2 separate regions of the Ovis aries genome follow, and region 2 is linked to region 1. Evidence: chromatin contacts called from public Hi-C data. All regions are on one chromosome and are shown on one strand. The core of a region is the stretch at or near the end of the contact, and the rest is flanking DNA. Distances in the headings are between cores, read along the strand shown. Region 1 holds the start of NT5E (5'-nucleotidase ecto). Region 2 has its middle 110 kb from the start of NT5E.

The links. Hi-C and Micro-C count contacts between places; a contact is called where the count stands out from the background.
Region 2: a Hi-C map of liver shows a contact between it and region 1, with 2.3 times the contacts expected there. The contact joins the enhancer-like site here to the promoter of NT5E in region 1. A contact is called at or near these places in 2 of 16 Hi-C or Micro-C datasets (liver and skin fibroblasts).

What each region holds. Positions count from the first base shown.
Region 1 is chr8:51,401,136-51,406,702 of ARS-UI_Ramb_v3.0, reverse strand. NT5E (5'-nucleotidase ecto) reads left to right here and starts at 3,820. Exons shown (of 8, transcript XM_060419587.1): 1 at 3,820-4,215. The coding sequence starts at 3,877. It also overlaps the pseudogene LOC132660244.
Region 2 is chr8:51,507,845-51,512,801 of ARS-UI_Ramb_v3.0, reverse strand. No RefSeq gene overlaps it. Among named protein-coding and RNA genes, the nearest start is that of NT5E, 110 kb to the right of the region's middle. Within about 2 kb of position 1,496, at least 4 of the 54 cell types and tissues checked have an H3K27ac peak or open chromatin away from gene starts, as enhancers often do. A contact at or near this core is called in liver, where this site is marked.

The DNA.
Region 1 (5,567 bases), core at 2,571-5,070:
TTTCAAGGTATATTGGGTACCTTGTAAAGGGAGGAATTCACCTAGATCTCTTAAGTCCTTGGTGACTCTCCCAGCCCTGAAAGGTGTTTTTTGTAAGTTCAGTCTGTGACTCCTTCCAAAAGTTTCAGCAAAGCAAAAAGCCTATATGATAAATTATAGTTACATAAATTATGAGGCCATGGTTTTTTGAGACCACACTTATTTTGCAACAAATAAGGTCTTCCCCATGGCTCATCAGGTAAAGAATCCACCTACAATGCAGGAGACGCTGGAGATGCATGTTCAGTACTGGGTTGGGAAGATCCTCTGGAGGAGGGAGGAAATGGCAACCCATTCCAGTATTCTTGCCTGAAAAATCCCATGGACAGAGAAGCCTGGCAGGCTACAGTCCACGGGGATGCAAGAGAGTCAGATACAGCTGAGCGACTAAGCACACATAGGTGACAATTGGCTTCCCAGGTGGCTCAGTGATAAAGAATCCACCTGCCTATGCAGGAGACATGGGTTCTATCTGTGGGTTGGGAGACCCCCTAGAGAAGGAAATGGCAACATACTCCAGGTTGTTTTGTTTTTGTTTTTTAATGTTTTAGTTGTGTTTATCTTTAAAACCTAAGTACAGAAGGTTTACTTTGTGAGTCAAGTATTTTTTCCTTATTTGGGTCCAGGCTGTAAATCATCTTCTTATAGGAGCTCCCTTCTTATAGGATGGTCCAATGTGATTTCCTCAAAGGAGGCAGCCAGCCAGCCTCATTGTGGATCTTTACATCATCAAAGAGTATGTCTCTTGCTCAATGGTGTGAAGCTAAAGGGATTGTTTGGGAGAAATGAGACCTTGCTGGTGTTGGAGGATCTCCTGTGGAGGCGTGGATCAGTAGTGGCTCGCCATGGGAATGGGGGCACTGGCAGCAACAATCCTGGAAGATGCCCCTTCACCCACTCCATATTCTTGCTTGGGAAATCCTATGGACGGAGGAGCCTGGCGGGCTACAGTCCATGGGATCACAAAAGAGTCAGACATGACTTAGCAGCTAAACAATAACAACAAAATGTGGATATTTGATAGAAATTAGGGTAATTTTAGAGAGAAAGAGATTATGTTTCAAAAAATGTTAAATTCCAGTTTTGTTCATGGAGGTCTGCACTTACTGATTCATTTCCCAGAGAGTTCCTTGTTGTTACACTATATTATCGTAAAGGTAATTGAATTACTAAAAGGACACTCTAAGTTTTGTTTCTAAAGCTTATCTCAGTAATCTTTGAATGAAAATCAGATACCCCAGGACCTGCAAACAGGGGATCACGTATATTGGAAAAGATATAAAGGATTGTTTCCAAACTGGATGGAAGGACTTTTTATCAGGTGCTCTTAACTAGCTCATGCACAGTGAATCTGAAGGGAAACTGACTCTTGGATTAATTCCCACTTCTAAAGGCCCCTACATCAGACTGGTCTATAGAGAGGAATGCTGACCTCAAACCCACCTTAAAACAAAGCTCAAACAGAGGAAACTACACCCACCATGAGAAGAAGAAGATAACATCAGAAGTGACAGCTTACCCAAGATGCTGGACCTGATCATACAATTATTTATAATATTTTCTTGACTTCTTAGACCTCTGCATATAAATCAAATGTTTTTCTATCATGGACACGATTCTATGCTCATTTTAAAAATCAATCCAATTGTTGAGTTTGCAGCCAATTATCTGTGTCTATACTTCTAGACTACTTTGATGGACTTCTCCATCCCAAGCCTCTAATTGGCCCTAAGGAACTTTATTTTAGAAGAAAGGAAGTTCAGTCCTGTTCAGGCTATTCTTCATATTACTAGAATTCTCTCACCTGGCCAGTTAGTTATTGCTCTGATTCTGGCCATAAATATGAATTTTCCTCTAAAGTTACTCAAACTCAGTCAGAGCAACAAGCAAAAATTCAGCCAAGGAATTAAGGAATAAAACCTCCCACAATTATGGGATGGATTTATGTGATTAACACCAGGCTATCATCATTTAAGTTTTAAGGCCTTCCTTTATCTTGAGAACAATTAAATTATACTAAGGATAACCAGCCTAGAAACACTAGGAAATTGGGCTGGGACCTATGGACTGTGCGGATATATAATTTCCCTGAAAAATAAAGATTGGTGCAGAATAAACTAAGTCAGACGACCTGAGGCTATATTGCGCTACACTTAATGGAAGTTCTCGGCTGAATTCTTACTTATGACTTTAATAATACTGCTAGCTATGTTACTGAACTTTGCCTGTTTTACAAGATTGTTGTTTCTTGCATTATCAAATGTGTGACAGAAACTTCAATGAAAATAATCATGACTAGGCGATTTAAAGAAGTTGATCAAATCTATAGTTTTGTATGCAGTTGGAGAAAGAAATGGCAACCCACTCCAGTATTCTTGCCTGGAGAATTTCACGGACATAGGAGCCTGGCAGGCTACAGTACATGGGGTCTCAAACAGTCGGACACAACTGAGCAACTAATATTATGTGATCAATGATTGTAACAGTGTAACTCTAGATATGAGAAGATACAACAAGAGGGAATTTTTCCTGGACCATAACAGATTAAGAGAGGTAGGTGGTCCAGAGCCCTTTGGTTACTGTTGATAGACCTAGTCCAGTAACAGCACATTGAGCGGCCCATCAGCAAAATCTTTGCCAGATCTAGGAATGAGCCTTTAGGGCACTGTGGGACGAAATGGCCAGGAAATGCCTTCCAAAGTACAGTCGGATTTATGCCCATGAGAGAGCCCTGTCAACTACAAACCGTGCCATCTACCTCTGCAAGGATTAAATCATGTACTGCTGCAGCTGCTGACCTTCAGCATCGCCTGAAAGGAGTTCAGGGTGAGAGCAGAAATGAGGCACTCTGTGCTGGTGGGGGGGTGGATGTTGTGGGGAGCGGGGGATGGTGTGAGGTGGGGGGATGAGGGGGAGATGGGGACTGGAAGGACAGATCTTCAGATAGATATTTTCAGGAGCTGATTTTTTGAGCCCAATTCTTTTATTTCCTCACATCTAGAAAAGCGCTGAAGTCCTTCATGGTGACGACTATTTCTTGTGACTAAAGCTTCCTGAGACCAGTAGAAATTTTCTGGAAAAAATAGGGACTTGATTGCATGTACTCTGCCTTCACCAAAATCACATATATATTCTCCTTCCCCCCTACCTCTTTGGAGCAGTTTCTCAGAGCTATTTGAGGTGCTATCTCCCAGGCTACAGTCCTTTTTTTGCCCCAAATAAAACTTAACAGTCAACTCTCAGGCTGTGTATTTTTCTTAAGTCACCACTCCCACAGCCCCCAAAGCACAGCGCTGCCCTCGCTCCCTCCTCTCACCTATTTTCCTTTCCACCTCCTCTCTCTTCCCTCTTCCCCTTCTTTCAAGTGAGAACTGGCAACCACAAACCCACAGAAACAACGCATCCCTCTAGAAAAATTTAAAGAGGCAAGATCAGCGAAGAGCTGGAAGCGGAGTGGGCCCTCCAAGTCCTCCCGCGCACCTCCCAAAGAGCAGCCCGTCACCGACAGTGGGACCACTAGGGTCCAGGCTCCCTGGTCGGGCCGGGACCGTGACCGGTGCCCTCTTCCCGCGGGGAACAACCTCCTCACTGTTCCCGCCCGGAGCGAGTGCCAGCCGCCAGCCGCGCCCGAGCCGCCCCGCTGGCCAGGGTCGGACGGGGTGACCGCGGGGGTGTGCGCCTGGCCGTGTGGGGCCGGCCTCGGGAGAGCCCGCCCCGGCCCGGCCCAGCCCCGCCCGCAGGCCCGCGCAAGCTTCCTTCGACTCGCCGCCGCCCTCCTTCGACCGCCCGTCTGGCTCGCACTCACGGGCGCTCGCGCTCTCGCCACCAGCCGCAGCCATGGATCCCCGAGCCGCACGCACCCCGGCGCTGAGGCTCCTCGCGCTGGGCGCGTTGCTGTGGCCCGCGGCGCGCGCCTGGGAGCTCACCATCCTGCACACCAACGACGTACACAGCCGCCTGGAGCAGACGAGCGAGGACTCGAGCAAGTGTGTCAACGCCAGCCGCTGCGTGGGCGGCGTGGCACGGCTTGCCACCAAGGTGCACCAGATCCGCCGCGCCGAGCCCCACGTGCTGCTGCTCGACGCCGGCGACCAGTACCAGGGCACCATCTGGTTCACCGTGTACAAGGGCACCGAGGTGGCGCACTTCATGAACGCCCTGCGCTATGATGCCATGGTAAGACCGCCAGCCCGGCAGGCTGGGGAGCCCCCGGGGTGGAGTGTCCGAGCGAGAGAGATGCCCAGGTGAAGGAGCCGCAGATGGTGAGGCCGTGGGTGGCGAGCCTAGGACCCCGGCGCTGAGCGATGTGGAGAGAAAGCGAGACTCCCGGCAGTCTTCCAGGTGGATGCTTACATAGACGCCCCTTGGCTGATTCGTCTTAAATGGACTGATGTTGTACCTCCACCAAGAAATTGGGTATTTAGAGGAGCAGGACTCGGACTTGCCAGTGAGGAGGTTCAGCTGGGATGTGCAGGACCCCAGTTACACTGTGCCCTGGACCGAGGTAGACCCCTCACATATCTCTCATTTACTGCTTGGTCTTTCGAAGAAATGCTTTATCTCCAGTTAATTGGAAGGGAAACAAACTCAGGGACAAAGAGGTTAAGTGCATTATCCAGGTCATGTGCACCAAGACAGGGAGCGAGATAGGATAATAATAGATCCCAGATCCCTTTGACCCCAGAGCTTAAGCATAATTAAGCTCACAGTCTTGGGGAGAATCCCAGCTGGACACCTTCTGTGTGCAGCTGACTTTCTCTGTGCCTTAGTTCCTGCCTCTAGAAAACAGGGTAATAATCCTGTCTGCTTTCAGAGGGTTGGCCGACACATAGTTGTTGTTTAGTTGCTAAACTGTGTCAGACTGTTTTGCAGCCCCATGGATTATCATCTGCCAAGCTCCTCTGTCCGTGGGATTTCCCAGGCAAGAATACTGGAGTGGGTTGCCATTTCATTCTCCAGGGCATCTTCCCCACCCAGGGATCAAACCCACATCTCCTGCATTGGCAGGTGGATTTTTTACCACTGAGCCACTAGGGAAGCCCACTTCAGAGGGTTGGCTGGCATATGGTATGACCTCTTTAAATGTTAGTTCTTATTATTACCAGACACTGTTGTAGAGGTTTAAAAACAGAAATAAAGAAACTTCCCTAGGAAGCCAAAATACTGAAAGTACTGGGTTTCAAAGAATTTCATTAAAACCAGTTTGGCAGCAGAGATGTAGGAAGAGTCCCACTTAAGAGATGAGAGGCTGCAAGTGCCAGCTCCTCAGTGCTCTGTTAAAGGTGATGCCTTATTTTGTTGGACTGAATTCTAGAAAAGGAGCAGAGAGGAGTGGCACAGTAATAAATAGGTATGACTTTTGTAAGTCAAACTAACGCCCGAGTTTAGCAGTGTGTGAAATCCTAGAGTGAAGGGATTCTGTGTGGTGAAACTGGGGGAAAAAATCCTAGAAGTTTTACAACAGGAACAGAGCCAGGGGTCCAGGGAGATGTGGTATGTGGATATGGGAGCCGGGGAGAGGTGTGGTC
Region 2 (4,957 bases), core at 247-2,746, 110 kb before region 1:
TTACACACATACATGAAAAAAAAAGTGGTGTGAAAACATAAAAGGATCCTGTGAGATCTACCTTCACCAATCCCAGCTGCTACCAAATATTTTGTCATATTGTCCTTCAATTCTGTCCTCAGATCTTTCTATTCAATAAATAAAATTTAACAAAGTCCCCTCTTCAGTCCTCAGTGGCTCAGTGAGTAAAGAATTCACGCAGGAGATACAGGATATGTGGGCTGAATCCCTGGGTGGGGAAGATTCCTTGAAAGTGGGCATGGCAACCCACTCCCGTCTTCTTGCCTGGAGAATCCCATGGACAGAGGAGCCTGGTGGGCTACCGTGCATAGGGTTGCACAGAGTTGGACATGACTGAAGAGACAGCACGTACACCTCTTCAGAATACCACTTATTGCTCTCCCTCCCCAGGAGCAACCTCCTCCCTGAAGTTGATATGTGCTGTTTATGCCTTTTTAAAAAAATGTTTTCACCTTGTAATTATTTTTTTGAAAGCAGTATATGGTATTTGTTGGTGATTTTTGGAAGGCTGTCTAAGGTCTTCTGCAAACTGTAATTCTAGACTATAGTTTAGCTTTATATTATAGTAATATAAAAGTGAAGGGGCTATTTAAATTCTGTCTCTTCACTTATGTCTTATTAATCACGAATGAAATACTGTGGCTCATGACACGAGAATACAAAGGAGTTCTGCCTGAGCAAGTGGCAACAGGGTTTCAAGGGGTGCGCTGGAAAGAAACCACGGTGCAGATACAGAAGGCATCCAGAAGAGGGCGACATCATCTAGTAAAAAGAGTACAGATGCGGGGGAGGCTTTGGACAACTGGATCGTTAGGAGAGGCCCTGACAGATTTTTAAGTGCTAGAAGGTAAAAATCAGAAAACACAAACTTGATCAAGTGAATTTTTGCCCAAGGTCACAAAGCTAGTTAATGTTTACCCTCTCTGACTCCCAGCTCAGCACTCTGGGAGGTCTGTTAGCAGCCCTGCACAGAGTACAGCAGACGCAAGAAATCAGATTAGTCTAAATCGGGTCACGGGTGATATTTACACTAATGATCCCTTGTGCCAGTTGTAAGATCTCATCATGTTCAACTGGACACTTGGTTCATCATGAAGATGACGTTAAGGCTTGAGGAAAGAACCAGAGATGAAGAATTTACACACTGATAAAATTATAGAACTGGGCTGAAGCGGGGGTATTTTTAATCCCCCTCCCCCAAAAGAAACTTTAAGCTCTAATTCTTTACATTTGGTTTTAGTGCATGTAGATAATGTTTGTGTGAAATTGCTGGAATGATGTCAAAGGTACGTTCTGTTGACCACCCAGTGGAGACAGAAGCATTAGACAGATCACGATGGTTTATGCTGACACCACAAGTACTGCAGAAGCCAACTCCATAAACTGGGGCTCAGCAAATAGGCCCAGAGTCTATCTGTGCAGTAAGTCTTAAATGGAACACAGCCACACCCACTTGTTTACACAGCATCTGCGGCAGCTTCTAAGCAGGTGAGTCATTGCCACAGAGACACACAGTCGCTTCGATTTGGTCTCAACCTGCAATGCCTAAGATACATATACCGCCAGGTCTTTTATTGGAAACATTTGCCAACCCCTCCTATAAAGCAATGCCATCCAGTAAAACTCTCTATGATAATGAAAATGTTCTTTATTTACACTATCCAGTATGGTAGCCACTGACCACATGTGGCCCCTGATTCCCAGGACCTGAGGCTTATGGGAGTTCTGACGCCCCTGTGACTGTTACCCGCTCCTTGAACATTCTGCCCAGACTCAAGCCTGGAGAAGCCAGGGTCATGTCCTATAAACCAACACAAATCACTTAGCAACTTCTGCAAGACTTCTTTAGGGTTTTCCATCTGACTCCTAAAGTTCCAGAAAATATATTACAAAGCTTTCTAATTCCCAAAGCTTAATTTTCCCGGAAAACAGCTGTTGGCTATGGATATTTCCCATGAGACTCAACTGTGTTTTAATTTTGAGCTATTAATACAAAAAATATGCCAATGAAAACTGTATCATTTTTGGAAACTGCTTTCCATTTTCACATCTTATCTGTGTTATTTTAACAACTGTAAGTTTCAAATTCTTTATCTTATCTGTAACATAAAATGTTTAGAGCCATGAAGTCTTCAGTTCAGTTCAGTTCAGTCACTCAGTCATGTCCGACTCTTTGCGACCCCATGAATTGTCGCACGCCTTAGGTACCATGATTTCTGGGATTCTGGGATTTCTGCCCTTTGACCTTAGAACTTTGGGCAGAGTCCACACCACAGTGTAAAGAGATACTCAAACTCCGAGTCTCAAACTGTCATTGACTGATGAGAGTGGATTCCCATAGGAATCTTCATAGAACTTAGCTCTACCTTTTAAATGGCTGGAGGCAACATAAAAGTGTACTGCCGGAATCTGGAAGAGGAAGAGGTTGAACCTTGCTTAATGGCCTGAAGAATCTGTATAAAACCTGGAAAAATGATAAGAGACTAGGGAAAAACAGAAAAGAGGCAGGGGAACTCCTCCCCAAAGCATTCACTCAGATGAAATGGGCTCTGATGCAGGAAACCAGAACTCCTGGACTAGTCAGATTGATCTTCTCCATCCACGTCAGAGCCTGATTGGAAGACTATCAAACGCAGACTAAAGATATGGCTTGTTTCAGGTAACATGGCTCTTCTATCACTGTAGCTGAGTTTTCAAAGAGATTTCAATATGTACCTTATAAATGAAAACCTGGAAGTCAGCCCAACAGATTTTCCAATTAGTTTCACCACCCTAAAATTCCTGTGCTCTGCCTATTAGTTAATAATCCTTGTCCCTCAAACTCTGATAGCCACCAATCTTTTTACTGTCTCTATATTCTGCCTTTTTGAAAATTGCCATATACTTTGAATCATATACAGCCTTTTAATATTGGCTTCTTTCACCTATTAACATCCATTTAAGGGTCCTGTATGTCTTTCCATGGCCAGATAGCACATTTCTTTTTATCAGTGAATAATATTCCACTGGTTGGGTATACCACAGTTTGTTTTTATTTATTCACCTACTGAGGGACATCTTGATTGCTTCCAAGACTTAGCAATTATGAATAAAGCTGCTACCAATGTCTATGTATAAGTGTGTTTTTGTTTTGGAGGGAGGGTTTGTTTTGGTTTTGTCTGTTCTGGGTCTTCACTGCTGCGCAGGTTTTTCTCTTGTGGCGGTGCATGGCCTTCTCATTATGGCGGCTTTTCTCAGTGTGGAGCACAGGCTGTAGGGCGGCGGGCTTCAGTAGTTGTGGCTCGTGGGCTCAGTAGTTGCAACTCCCAGGTTCTAGAGCAGCACAGGCTCAATAGTTGTGGCACATGGACTTCGTTGCTCCACGTCATGTGGGATTTTCCAGGACCAAGGACTGAAGCTGTGTCTCCTGCATTGGCAGGCAGATTCTTTACCACTGAGCCACCAGGGAAGTACAGTGTATAAGTTTTTGCACAGGCTTAAGTTTTCTACTCATTTGGGTAAATACCAAGGAGTACAACTGTTGGATCATATGCTATGCTCTTGTTTTAATAGATATGGAAAGAGGTCAAAGGAACTTAGAGTCAAAGGCAGAGAGGACTTCCAGATTACTCCCTACTCCTGGGCTCCTGTTAACAACCACGGTCTTTATGATTCACCTCGAAATCACCCAGGTTCTGCTTGCTTTCTGTTTCTAATCAGCAGGCATGGAGAGCTTTTGCTTTCATTTGTCTTTCATTTCATCCTGGGTGGTTAAGCCTTATTTTCAACTTTTATTTTAAATTCTCTGAGGGCTTTGCTCTGAGCCTTCGGTAACTGTGTGCTTACTTGATTCACTCACAGTTCCTGAGGGTCACAGCAAGACTCACAGGGTATTTGCATTTTTATAGAGAACAATTATTCAATCTTTCAGATCTTCAGACACATCCTTATTAGTATGAATCATTAAGCTCCTTGTTTGCTAAAAATGTACATTGTTGTAACTAGAAAGGTACACTTGAAAGCATACAATTTGACTCTAATAAGACCAAACTTGAGTATAATTTTCTCTTTAAGAAAAATAATAAGGTTGAAACCATTTTGTAAGAACTTCCTGGCACTATTAGTAGCTGCTAGAACTCCAAATTTTGTTCACCTCACTCTTACTGCACACATATCCCTTCCCTCCAAGTAAAACCAAGGTGTATCTCAACTAGAAGGAAAGCACATCAGATGCCAAGTGCTATCATCTTTTTTAAGCTTTCATCCCCCTACCATTGTGAATGCAATTGCTACCTGCTAACACGGTGGCTTGTTTGATTGGACACCTGTATAGCGTCCTTTCCCTCAGGTGAGCACCATGTCCCTGAGTTATAGACACCAAAAGTCCATTATCCAACCCCTGGATTTTTTTTTTTAATATAGTTGCTTTACAATGTTGTGTTTATGCTCTACAGCAAAGTGAATCAGCTATACAGGCATGCATGCTCAGTCACTTCAGTCATGTCCGACTCTTTGCAATCCTATGGACTGTAGTCCTCCAGGCTCCTCCGTCCATGGGAATTCTCTAGGCAAGAATACTGGAATGGGTTGCCATGCCTTCCTCCAGGGGATCTTCCCGACCTGGGGACTGAACCAGTGTCTCCTCCATCGCAGGCAGATTCTTTATCCACTGAGCCACCATGAAGCCCATAGGTATTCATATGTTGGGGTCCTTTAATGGACCGGGACTTGGCGGTCTGGAGGCGATGATAAGAAAGTGAAAGAGAGAAAGAGGCTGATACTCCCTGGTTTACGCAGAGAACCAGTAAAGTCCTTGACACAGGACTTGCATCTCTCACAAAGGCACTGGGTGCCCTCTCGAGGGGGAAATGAAGGCACGGAGCACCTTCTCGAGATAGAAGCCCAGGCAGGAGAGTGAACAAGATGGGTGTCTGTGCTCCAGAGAATTAGCCGAGGA